Regions from separate parts of the Mus musculus genome. Here all the other regions are linked to region 3. Evidence: chromatin contacts called from public promoter capture Hi-C and targeted proximity ligation data. All regions are on one chromosome and are shown on one strand. The core of a region is the stretch at or near the end of the contact, and the rest is flanking DNA. Distances in the headings are between cores, read along the strand shown.

Evidence for each region. Promoter capture Hi-C pulls out the DNA fragments that hold promoters and counts their contacts.
Region 1: a promoter capture Hi-C map of second pharyngeal arch cranial neural crest shows a contact between it and region 3. A contact is called at or near these places in 3 of 39 promoter capture datasets (the 3T3-L1 cell line, cranial neural crest and second pharyngeal arch cranial neural crest) and 1 of 130 datasets of targeted methods (epiblast stem cells).
Region 2: a contact with region 3 is called in a targeted proximity ligation map of extraembryonic endoderm stem cells. A contact is called at or near these places in 5 of 484 Hi-C or Micro-C datasets (CD4 T cells, CD8 T cells, Th2 cells and 2 more) and 4 of 130 datasets of targeted methods (astrocytes, extraembryonic endoderm stem cells, large pre-B cells and 1 more).

The regions. Positions count from the first base shown.
Region 1 is chr19:24,223,532-24,227,117 of GRCm38.p6, reverse strand. Tjp2 (tight junction protein 2) reads left to right here and starts at 2,092. Exons shown (of 24, transcript NM_001376368.1): 1 at 2,092-2,267.
Region 2 is chr19:23,132,425-23,136,075 of GRCm38.p6, reverse strand. 2410080I02Rik (a long non-coding RNA gene) reads right to left here and starts at 1,578. Exons shown (of 2, transcript XR_386610.3): 1 at 1,122-1,578; 2 at 1-717.
Region 3 is chr19:23,685,065-23,688,714 of GRCm38.p6, reverse strand. Ptar1 (protein prenyltransferase alpha subunit repeat containing 1) reads right to left here and starts at 1,315. Exons shown (of 7, transcript NM_028208.1): 1 at 1,170-1,315. The coding sequence starts at 1,255.

The DNA.
Region 1 (3,586 bases), core at 843-3,342, 540 kb before region 3:
ACATGGTAGTTTTTTAACTCTGCCCCACAGTTACCTGGCAATAGCCAGGTGTGCCTGACTTACTATAAAAGGGGCTGCTTGTCCCCTCCTCACTCTCTTCTTCTCCTCTTCCCTCTCTGTCCCTTCTCTCCCCATTCCTCTCCCCCTCTTTCTCCACATGTTAATGGCTGGCCTCTGCTCCTCTTCTCGCTCTCTTTATCTCTCTCTCTCTCTCTGTCTCTACTCTCTCGACTCCTCATGCTCTAAATAAACTCTATTCCATGCTATATCTGTCATATGGCTGGTACCTCAGGGGGTTGGGATGCCTCAGCATGGGCCCAGAGTCACCCCTTCACCGTACCTCACCCTACAAACATATTCCAAGTTCTTTCTCTCTCTCTGTCTCTCTCTCTTTTTTAAAAACACAACAGCAGTGTTCACCCCATTATTCCAGTACTTGGGAGGCTGAGGCAGGAGGATTACCCCAAAATTGGAACCAGCAGGATTGCATGGAAGGGCCATTAGGGCCATAGTAACTAAGACCTCAACTCAAAAAAAGAAAAAGCAAATTCATGGGTAGGTGTTTTTCCTTTCTTAGTAAATGGAGGCACAATTGGTATGCTTTTATTTGCTTAACAGTTTGCTTGTGCTCATTTTTCTTAAAGTGATACTTTCTTAAAGCCTGAGCCTTCAGGTTTGATCTTCCTTTGCCTGGGGCGTGTGTGTGTGTGTGTGTGTGTGTGTGTGTGTGTGTGTGTATTGGCAGGTCTGATAACACCTGTTCCTCAGGATCTGTCCATGTTGGTTTATAAGACCGGGTCTTTCATTTTTCGGGGGCTGGTAAATCCAAGGATCTGTCTCCCCAGCTCTGGGATTACAAATCTGTGCTACCACTCCTGGTTTCTCTTGTTGGGGTTTTGTTTTTGTTGTTGTTGTTTTTGTTCTTTTTTTTTTTTCCTTGAGAGAGTGTCTCAGTTGACATAGTTACTCCTGGCGAAAGGGTTTTGTGGGGAGGAGAGGGCGCTCGTGCGCGAAGTTGCCTGGAATAGAACCTCAGCATCCTTTACAGGATTTTTAAAAAAGCAAACTAAAATACTTAAAATTGCAACGCAGTGGGCAAGTGCGAGCATTCACACCGCACAACTATCACCACTATCCATCTCGCCATCACCACAACTTTTATCCTGTACCCTGGAATCTTCTTAGGATTTTTTTTCCCCCCTGAGACAGGGTTTCTCTGTGTAGCCTGGCTATCCTCGAACTCACTCTGTAGATCAGGCTGGCCTCGAACTCAGAAATCCGTCTACCTATGCCTCCCAAGGGCTGGGATTAAAGGCATACGCTACCACTATCCAGCTTTTCTTTTTATTTTTTTTTTTTTCTTTTTCTTTTCTTTTCTTTTTTTCTTCCTAGGATTTTTTAACCAGACTAGGTTAAATGGAAGGCGAACTTGCGCCCCGGGTGCAGCCTTGGGCACTAGGCACATTCCTCCTTCCCCGCGGTGTGACTAAGCAGGCTCTGGGCTTAGTGCTCCGCCCTCACCTATTGTCCCCCGAGAGGAACCGGTATTTCCGGATTGGAGCCTCAGAGCCAGAGAACCAGGGAGGTTGGAGGGGGAGGGGGATTGAAATTGATCTTAAAACTTATCTTTCACCGATACCATTACCCGTTTCTCTTCTTCCCCAAACAAAAATCAACCCGTTCCACTCCCCTACCGTATACATACAGTGACCCACAAACACCCTTCCCGTGGTTTCTGAGGGGTGACTGACCTTTCCTCGCCAGCACCTGCGGAAAGACTGAAAGCAGATCTGGGCACGAATTAGATAAACCCTGCGAATGTTTATACTCTTGAGCCGAAGCTTGGGGGTTTTGCTGAGAAAAGAGGCGGAAGCGTCGCTCAATCCCTGCCCCACCGCTGGGTGGCGCCGGTGAGGCCTCCCCCTCCGCCAACAGGACGACCCAAAGTGGCGCGAGCTACTTTTTTTTTTTTTTTCCGGGTCTGGAGGAAGCAGGTGATGGCCACCGCCCATCTACCCTCCCCCTAACCACACACACTCTAGATAGGCACTTGTCCCCCTTTCTTCTAGCCCTCCAAACAGGAAATAGGTTGAGTCACAACAATACCCAGGAACGGCCGGTGGCGGAGGTCACTGGCTCCCGCCTGCTGCGGCAGCCCGCGGCACTCCGCCTCCGGACAGGCGCTGCCCGCGCTGCGCCGCCCGACGCCTGGGACCGTCGCTTTCTGCGCGCTGACTCTGCTGGCTGCCGCCGCCCCCCTTCTCCAGGCGAGTACCTGCGGCTCTGTCCCTCCCGGGGTACAAGATTGCTCTGGAGCCTTGGCTCGCCGCGGGGCAGCGTGCGTGAACGCCGGTTGTCCCCGTGGGGTTTGGGATGTGATTTCTTGAGCACTGCTTTTTGCGTGCGTACTTCCATCTCCCACCCTTGGGCAGCCTCGCATCACCGGGGTTGACTTAGGGTCACCCGGGATCTGAGTTTACGCCGCTGCTACAGGTGCCTGGCTCCTCCTTGTCCTTCCAGGCGGGGACATTGTTTCGCTCCCGCAGAGCGTCTCTTCTGCTAGATTCAGAGGGCCTTTGGGTTTCTGTTGGCAGCGATGGTATCTAAGGGGTGGGTGACCTGAACGGGCGCGGAGCGAGGGAAAGCTGGTGTCTGTGTGCAGGTGGGGGCGATCCTGGTGACCATGAGTCTGCCCCCTCCCCCGCCGCCGACAGGAAAACAGTCCCGTCGCTTTGTGAAACATTTAATTCGACTTTGTGTGTGTGTGTATATATATATTTGGGGTCTTTCGACTCTTTTATAAAGGACGAGCCGAGTTGTCAACACAGGGCGTTGTCAGCTCTCCAGGGCTGCTTTCCGTGGCTTTTCTATGGGACTCTCAGTCAAAGCCGAGTTGGAGATTTTTATGTTGGAAAAAGGCCACCGAATGCCAAGCATTCTCCGAGCTTGAAAAGGGTGTTTTCCAGGCTGCTGCAGTGTGCGAGAGGGTTTCTGAGCTACTGTCTCTGAGTTGTCCACCGCGCCTTCCCAGGTCCGCAGGTGTGCGGGTTCTGTTCAGAGGCTCCTCTGGCCTCTAAAAGTTTCCCGACTTTCCTAGTTCATTTGAAAGACCAGTTTCCTGGTAAGGAGAGAGGGATTCTGGGACATTGCCTGGGGGCCTCTTGAAAACCCAGGTTTCAGGCCGCACCCTAGACCTGTTAGCCCTGGGATCTATTTGCACTTTGACCTTTGGGAACCTTTGGCCCAAGAAAAGTGGCGGTGCCCAGCTAAGGAATGAATCACGTCGGACTCCTACTCAGCCTTAAATCTGAATGCTATTTTAAAAATGGGGACAGACAGTACAGCCACACTGGACCTACCCACTCCGCCCCCAGAGCCATTGGCTCTTTATTGAGATTTGAAGATATTTGGCTAACATATAAGGCTGCAGGTTTTTTTGTTTCTGGCCTTGAAATGTGCCTTAAAATGATACGGAACGTGAAATTGAGCATTTTAACCTTCCTAAATGTTAAGTTAAACGGCACCGAATGCCCTCAGTTTTCTTCAGGGGGCTGAGAATCCTGACTAGGAATGTAATAGGCAGAAT
Region 2 (3,651 bases), core at 329-2,828, 550 kb after region 3:
GCCCTTTTAAAAAGTCTTCCGCAGGCGGCCGCCGCCGCAGCAGCCGGAGGAGGCAGGTTCATTTGAGGACAGTCCCAGTTCTCAGAAATCCCTTCCCTGCTGGAACATCAAGCTCTCTTTGCTGCAGTTGAACAAACTGCCCTAGATTGGGGGACGAGGAATCCGCCCCAAACTCGTGCAAGGAGCTCCGGGCGCCCGCGCCCACGTGAGCTAACCTTGACATTAGCCCCCCCACACCTGAGGTGGAGGTGGAGCCACGAGGGAGGGTTGCTGGCCCCTGGGGCGCTAGCCACTGGGCTCGCACGCTCCACGTGAGCGCGCCTCCCTGTTTCGTAACTCTAGCGATGTTTCTTTCTTTCTTTTTTTTTTAATCCCTGAGGTACCATGGGTGTGAGGTGTGCTGAGAAGGCAGGCCACTTTCCACCCCCACATCCTCGAAGATCAGGAAAACCTGCCCTGCGGTCCCTCTGGGAAGACTGCAGAGTAGGGTGTCGCGATGACATCAGCTTCTAAACATAGTCCATACCGCACCCCAACTCTGGGCCCTGCGTGCAAGGCGCGGGGGTGGGGGAGGAAAAGAGAGGTGGGGTGGCTGGTGTTGCTGTCCCTGGGCGGGGCGGGCTGGCCGGCCAGGCTGTGCGAGTGGAGATGACTTTGCAGGAATCGTGCTTTCCACGACTGCAGCCACATCTTTCCTACGATGACCCAGCCACCCGGCTTAAAAAGAAAAAAAAAATTAATGTCGTTCCTTGCCCTCCCCTACCCCACAAAAGCTATGCACACACTCAAGCAGTATTTCGACCCGGTGTCCCTTTCATTTATAAGCCTATGCATCCCCAGCCAGAGCACCAGGGTTCGGCCGGGTGCTGGCGCCCCCCGAGTATGGTTCTGCCTCGAGGCTAAGGCTGCGCTGGGGTCGGCGCGGCCCTCTGGGTGAGTCAGAAGGGCTGTGTTTCCTGTGGTTGTTGTGGAACAGTTTGTCCTTTTTACCCCCCTCCCACCCGTCTCCACCCCCTTGGTAAATATAGCGCTCACGTTTCATCATCTCTTTGTCCAACGAGCGCCAGACACCCCGGCCCGCGGCCCACGCCGCCTCCCTCCTCCTCCAGGCTCTCGGTTACCTCGCATAACCCCGCGCACTGGCGGCAGCAGCAGCCGCCCCTCAGCCCCGGCGCCGTTCCCCGGTGCTTCCCACTGCAGGACACTCCCGCCCTCTGTCATCCCCTCCCCCTGCTTCCAAGTCCCCTTAAGCCCCTAGTCCCACCCATTCTCCCCGATGTCCCCCTAGATGTTTGGAGATAGTCACTCCCAGCTTTTCCCAGTTCCCGGAGACACCCCACGCTCTGGCCCGTTGCTGGGTCCTCCACCCCCTCTCGTCGCAAGTCCCAAGTCTGATGCCATGTGCCCCTCCCGAGCGAGCGCAGGTGACAGGCGGCTGAGACAGTTCTGATTCAGCGACAGTTGCTTGTACTTAGGGGTGGGTGCCTGGCGAGCAATCTCCTTCCCACCTCCTGCCACCCCTACCCCAGTAGGGACGTGGGCTGCAGGGTCGGGAAGACGAGGTGAGTGGATGACAGGCAAAAAAAAAAAAAAAAAAAAAAAGTGTATGCTTGTTCTTCACTCTCCCTCCCACTCCCTGTTTCATTTCCACACATACAGCCACCCACCGGGACCGGAGGCGGCTGGTGTTCTCTGAACACCGGGAACTGGCTCTCTCCGTGGTCTCCTGTTTACTTCCCTCTTCTTCCCTCTCCCTCCCTTCGCCCATCACCCGGGACTGCCTCCCTTCTGCCTACAGCAGCTGGGAAACCTGCCGCAAAACACTGCAGTCATGGGACTTTTCCTGCGCCCATGTGCCTCCTCCAGTTTGCCCTGTTCTACCCTGCCCTGCCCTGCCCTGCCCTGTGACCGCTTGGGGCGCGTCTTCGTCCTGGAAGGGAAGGCTCTTAAAGCTCCTAATCCAGCAGTGCGTCAGCTCTCTCCTTCTCTTGTCTCCTCTACCCTTCCCCCCACCCCAAACCTTCCTGCAAAGGCTGGGCCTGGCAGCCTTTTTGGCTGGAATACTAGGCCACCCCCATGAGCGGCCACCTGTCTGGGGAGAGGTGGCGAGACAGCTGACAGGTCCTAAGAACTCTGTACCCAGGAGGCAAGACAGCTAGTTTCTTTGCCATCCCAGACTGTCCTGTTTGTGCCCTGTTTGTGCCAGCTGCCCCAAATTTTCCTAGTGCTCCCCCACCCCCCGAAATCTATTCCCAGGGACACACCTCGAGAGAGGCAAACCCTTCTCTTTTTAAGCTTGCCTCCCTGCAGGGAAGAATTCAGCTTTTCCTTACAGTTAAGCTGAATGAACAAAGGGCCCCAAGGAAGACAAGAGGTTCCAGCTCTGTTTGCCGCCTGTCTGAGGTTCACCCCATTTTAAAAACCACCTCTTCACCACCCTCTGCTCACTGCCATGGTTACCACCGCCCTGTCCTTGAGCGGCACTGGTCGTTCAAAGGCAGAAACAACAAGGGCATTTTAAGTGTCCTTTTAAATATCCAAAACACTGTTGGCATTTAGGAAACAGAGAAAGGGAAATAAAAGGTCTGGTTGTTTCTCGTTTCCTTCCCAGCCCAGGACCCTGAATAAATCCTTTACCCTGGGTGGCCTCTTAGCCCCCCAAGGAGAGGACGAAGTTTATGAGGCCTCTGGAGTGGAATTTAGCACCTGTTAGCATTAGTGTTGTTCGCTGTGAGTTGCCTCTTCCTTTCCCTCCCTCTGCAGCTTTAGACCTTGCCCCCAGGCTAAGCTAGCTCCACCCGGCGCCTTGTGAAAGTCTTCTGACTTTCGCTCACCTTCATGCTCTGAAAGTCCCACACACTTAACAGCCTTCCCTCCCAGCTGTTAACACTGTTAGTGGGGTTAGCATTCAGGTAGGCAAATTGCCCATCTGAGATTCTCAACCCTGAAACACTCCATTGTTATTTGGGTACCCTAGACCTTTGCAACACCAGAAACTACCTCCATTTCTGAACTCTTAGCCTTGCACCGTACTTCCCAGCCGTACTGGCTGGTTTTGTGTGTCAACTTGACACAGGCTGGAGTTATCACAGAGAAAGGAACCTCCCTTGAGGAAATGCCTCCATGAGATCCAGCTGTAAGGCATTTTCTCCATTAGTGATCAGAGGGGGAGGGGCCTAGCCCCTTGTGGGTGGTGCCATTCCTGGACTGGTAGTCTTGGGTTCTATAAGAGAGCAAGCTAAGAAAGCAGGGGGAAGCAAGCCAGTAAGTAACATTCCTCTATGGCCTCTGCATAGGCCCCTGCTTCTTGACCTACTTGAGTTCCAGTCCTGACTTCCTTTGGTGATGAACAGCAATGTGGAAGTGTAAGCTGAATAAACCCTTTCCTCCCCAACTGGCTTCTTGGTCATGATGTTTTGTGAAGGAATAGAAACCCTGACTAAGACACCAACTAACACTTCTTTCAGAACAATTCTTCAACTTGGTTGTGGCCTCCAATCTCCTTTTTCAATGCTCAATCTTGTTCTTACGTCCCTCCTACCTAGCTGTGACATCATAGTCTCTATGCATGCACCCCTCACCTGGTTCCTGGAACTTCCTGGCAAGACGCAGTTTCTCTCCAACCTGCCATGCTGGACTAAAATATCGAGG
Region 3 (3,650 bases), core at 66-2,565:
CACTCATTGGGGAAAAAAGTCAGCAGTCAAAAGAGGAAAGGAGGACGACTTAGGGGCTGTCGGGGCTGGCAGGTATGTTTAGAGGCCAGTAGTCTTTTGTCTTGAAGGAAGTACAGTTTTAAGTCCTTAATTGAGAGAAGAAAGCAGGCCATCTGAGGACTTCTAAATTCTTTTCTGAGATCATCTTGGAGGAAAAGAACACTTGATTAAAGTGTTTGGCCTTTCATTTAGTGGAAAAGCTAAGGAGGCTAGAATGCGTAAAAATAATTCATGTGTTTTAGTAAAAAAAATTAAAATATTAAAAATAAATTGTATAACCAATGAGAAAATAATACAAAACCGGACTTCATGTTTGTTTCCCCAGGAATGGGCTACATTCTGGCTTCTTATTCTTTTGTATACTGATGTAGGTAACTCTTTAGTAGCTTCCTTTCCATTCGTTAAAGGGAGAGTATCAGGAAAAGAAAAATACAATCTTAAGAGTATCTTCCTAGAGAGTAACAAATAAAATGGAAAGGGAGGAGAAAGAGATAATATATGTATCAGTTCAGGAGTGAACTTTTAGAAGGCAACAATGCTAGGTAAGAATGCCTTAAGATGCTCGTCTGTAACTTCGGACGCGCTACTAATAAAAAAAAAGTATCCAGTTTGCAACAGCTTTATAAGATCCACTCAGGTCACCTTCAAAAATTGTTACATCCGACTCGCTTTGCAATTTTGTGACAAGCGAGTCGAAAAGTCAAAGGCAGCTTCCAATCACCTTTAGTTAACCCGAAAGGGGGCTGTAGGGAGTATGATGGGGTGGATAATCCTCTATAGCCACGCACTGGATGCAACCGAGAGTCGCCTCCAAGACACAGAGACCCACGGTAGTGGCCCGCGGGGCAAGCGCATCCCGGCGGAGGGCGGCGGGGAGAAGAGTTGCCACAACTCCCGGGACGCGTCGCGCAGGGCAGAAAACTCCACGCTCCGACGTGGCTCTCGGAGGTCGCTCCCCGGCACTGCCCCGCCACGCGTCTTGGTAACGGCCAGCCGGCTCGGCGCGACAGTCCCAGCCGCGCTCCGCCTGTCGGAAGCGCGCGTGGGCCCCGAGCGGCCCCGGCGAGTGGACTAGAGCGCGGCCCCGAGCCGCCCCCGACGACCCCGGCGGCGCAGGGCGCGCCACTCACATGTGCGGGTTCCTTCGGAAGGCGTTGGTGATGTCCTTCACCACCCTCTGCACCAGCACCGCCACCTCCTCGTTCGACTCGGCCATGTTGGCGGCCGCCGCGATCGGGCGCGCCTCCGGCAGAGCCCAGCCGCCGGCGGGAGTTCCGCGGGGGCGCGCGCGCGCGCTGGCTCAGGCGCGTTCTCGCCGAGGCCGCCGAGCACTTCCGGGTCAGGGAGGGCCGCAGCACCGCTGGGTTGGGCCGGCTCTTCGAGCTCGGTGGCTTTTGGTGGAGTTTTGGTTCACTAGGCGTGGAGGAAGGAGGCTTCCCCCGCACTTCTCCGAGCAGCCGTGTCCCAGAGTGGCCTTTACCCAGGGACCTCCGGATGGCTGCACCAGGCCCGCTTCACCGGCCCACCCGGGGAGGAGGCGGGTTGCTGACCTCCTTTTGCACGCCTGTGCTACTTTATGCATGAAGTGTAAAGTAGCGCGTTTAGTTAGATCTTGTAATGTAGTAAGCAAAGGAAAGAAAGTACAGGAGAAAGAACCCTTCAGATCTCGGGGATAAGGTTAAAAACAAAAGTAACCCACTGTACTTCTGTACTTTTAGCATTTTTGATACATTTCGTGATCACTACGTTAATTTGGAGTATAAAATAAAATAAAGGCTTTGACAATTGTTCCTGACCTCTCTTGCTCCACAAATTATAAGATTGCTCTGTTCCATTTGGATTTTAAAAGTGTTGTAATTAAAATTTTTATTTTTATATATCAGGTTTATTTGTCCCTTCTAAGTACAAAGTTCTGACTGCCTCTAACTGGTGATGGTGTCTCCTCCTCCTCCTCCTCCTCCTCCTCCTCCTCCTCTCCCTCCTCCTCCTCCTCCTCCTCCCCGTCCTCCTCCTCCTCTTCCTCCTTCTCTGATGCTTGAAGTCTGTATCTTTTTAATTTTTGGTTTTTGGCCCTGGCAAGGTAGTGCGTGGCTGTGATCTTGGGAGGTAAAAACAGGAGGTGACATTCAAGGTTATCTTTGGCTGGGCTATTTGAAACTTGGATCTCTGAAAAGCAAACTGTGGTTGGTCCTGATCCTGGTGAAGAAACAAGAGACAGTCTACAAACTTGTGGAAAGCAAAACAGACCTGATTAAGACCCTAAAAGACTCTGACAAGCTCTGGGAGAAGCAGTGAGACAAATGGGGTGTGTTGCATCCCTAGACCAAGAGCAAGTTCAAGAGTCCTGTCGAAGAGTGATACCAGGGGCTGGAGAGATGGCTTAGCAATGAAGTACACTTGTTTTTAGCAACCACAACCACCTGTAACCCCAGCTCCAGATGATCCAACATCCTCTTCTGGCTTCTGTGGGAACATACACGCACACACATCTTTTACATTTTTTTAAAAAGTAATATGCTACTGGAGGTTCCTCGGAAAATTGGAAATAGGTCTACCTAAAGACCCAGCTATACCACTCTTGGGCATATACCCAAAAGATGCCCCACCATGCCACAGGGGCACATGCTCCACTATGTTCATAGCAGCCTTATTTGTGAGAGCCAGAAGCTGGAAACAACCCAGATGTCCCACAATGGAAGAATGGATACAGAAAATGTTCATTTACACAATGGAGTACAACTCAACTATTAAGAACAAGGACATTATGAGGTTTGCAGGCAAATGGATGGAACTACAAAATATCATTCTGAGTGAGGTAACTCAGGCCCAGAAGGATATGCATGGTATATACTCACTAATAAGTGGTTATTAGCCAAAAAACATATAGAATACCCAGAATACAATCTACAGAACTCAAGAAGGTTAACAAGCCAAAGGGCCCAAGTGAGGATGCCATAATCCCACTTGGGAGGGAGAAGAAAGCAATCATGGGGACTTGGGGGTAAGTGGCAGAGGGAGGGAGGAACCTGGGTGGGATAAGGGACAGGGAGGGAAAAGGGGGACATGATCAGGTATTGGAGGTGGGGACAGGACTGAAGCCCTGAGGCCCAGCCAAAAGAATGGAAACAGACAACCTTGGGAAATAAGAGGTGGGGGGACCCTCTAGAATGTGCCAGAGACCTGGGAGGTGAGAGACTCTCAGGACTAAAGGGAGGGACCTTAGATGAAATGCCCTACACTGGGGAGAGGGAACCTATAGAGCCTACCTCCAGCAGAAAGAAAGGGCATCATGTGAGGGATGGGGTTGCCATCCCACAGTCAAAATCTCCGACCCAGAATTGTTCCTGTCTAAAAGAACTGCAGGGACAAAAATGGACAAGAGCCTGAGGGACAGGAGGTCCAGTGACAGGCCCAAATTGGGAGTCAGCTCAAGGGGAGGCTCCAAGGCCTGACACTATTAATGATGCTCTGGCGTGCTTACAGAGAGGAGTCTACCATGGCCTTCTGAGAGGCTGCCCAAGCATCTGAGTCAGATGCAGATACTTATACCCAAGCAATGGACAGAAGCCAGGGACCCCTGTAGATGAATTAGAAAAAAAAACTGGAAGAAG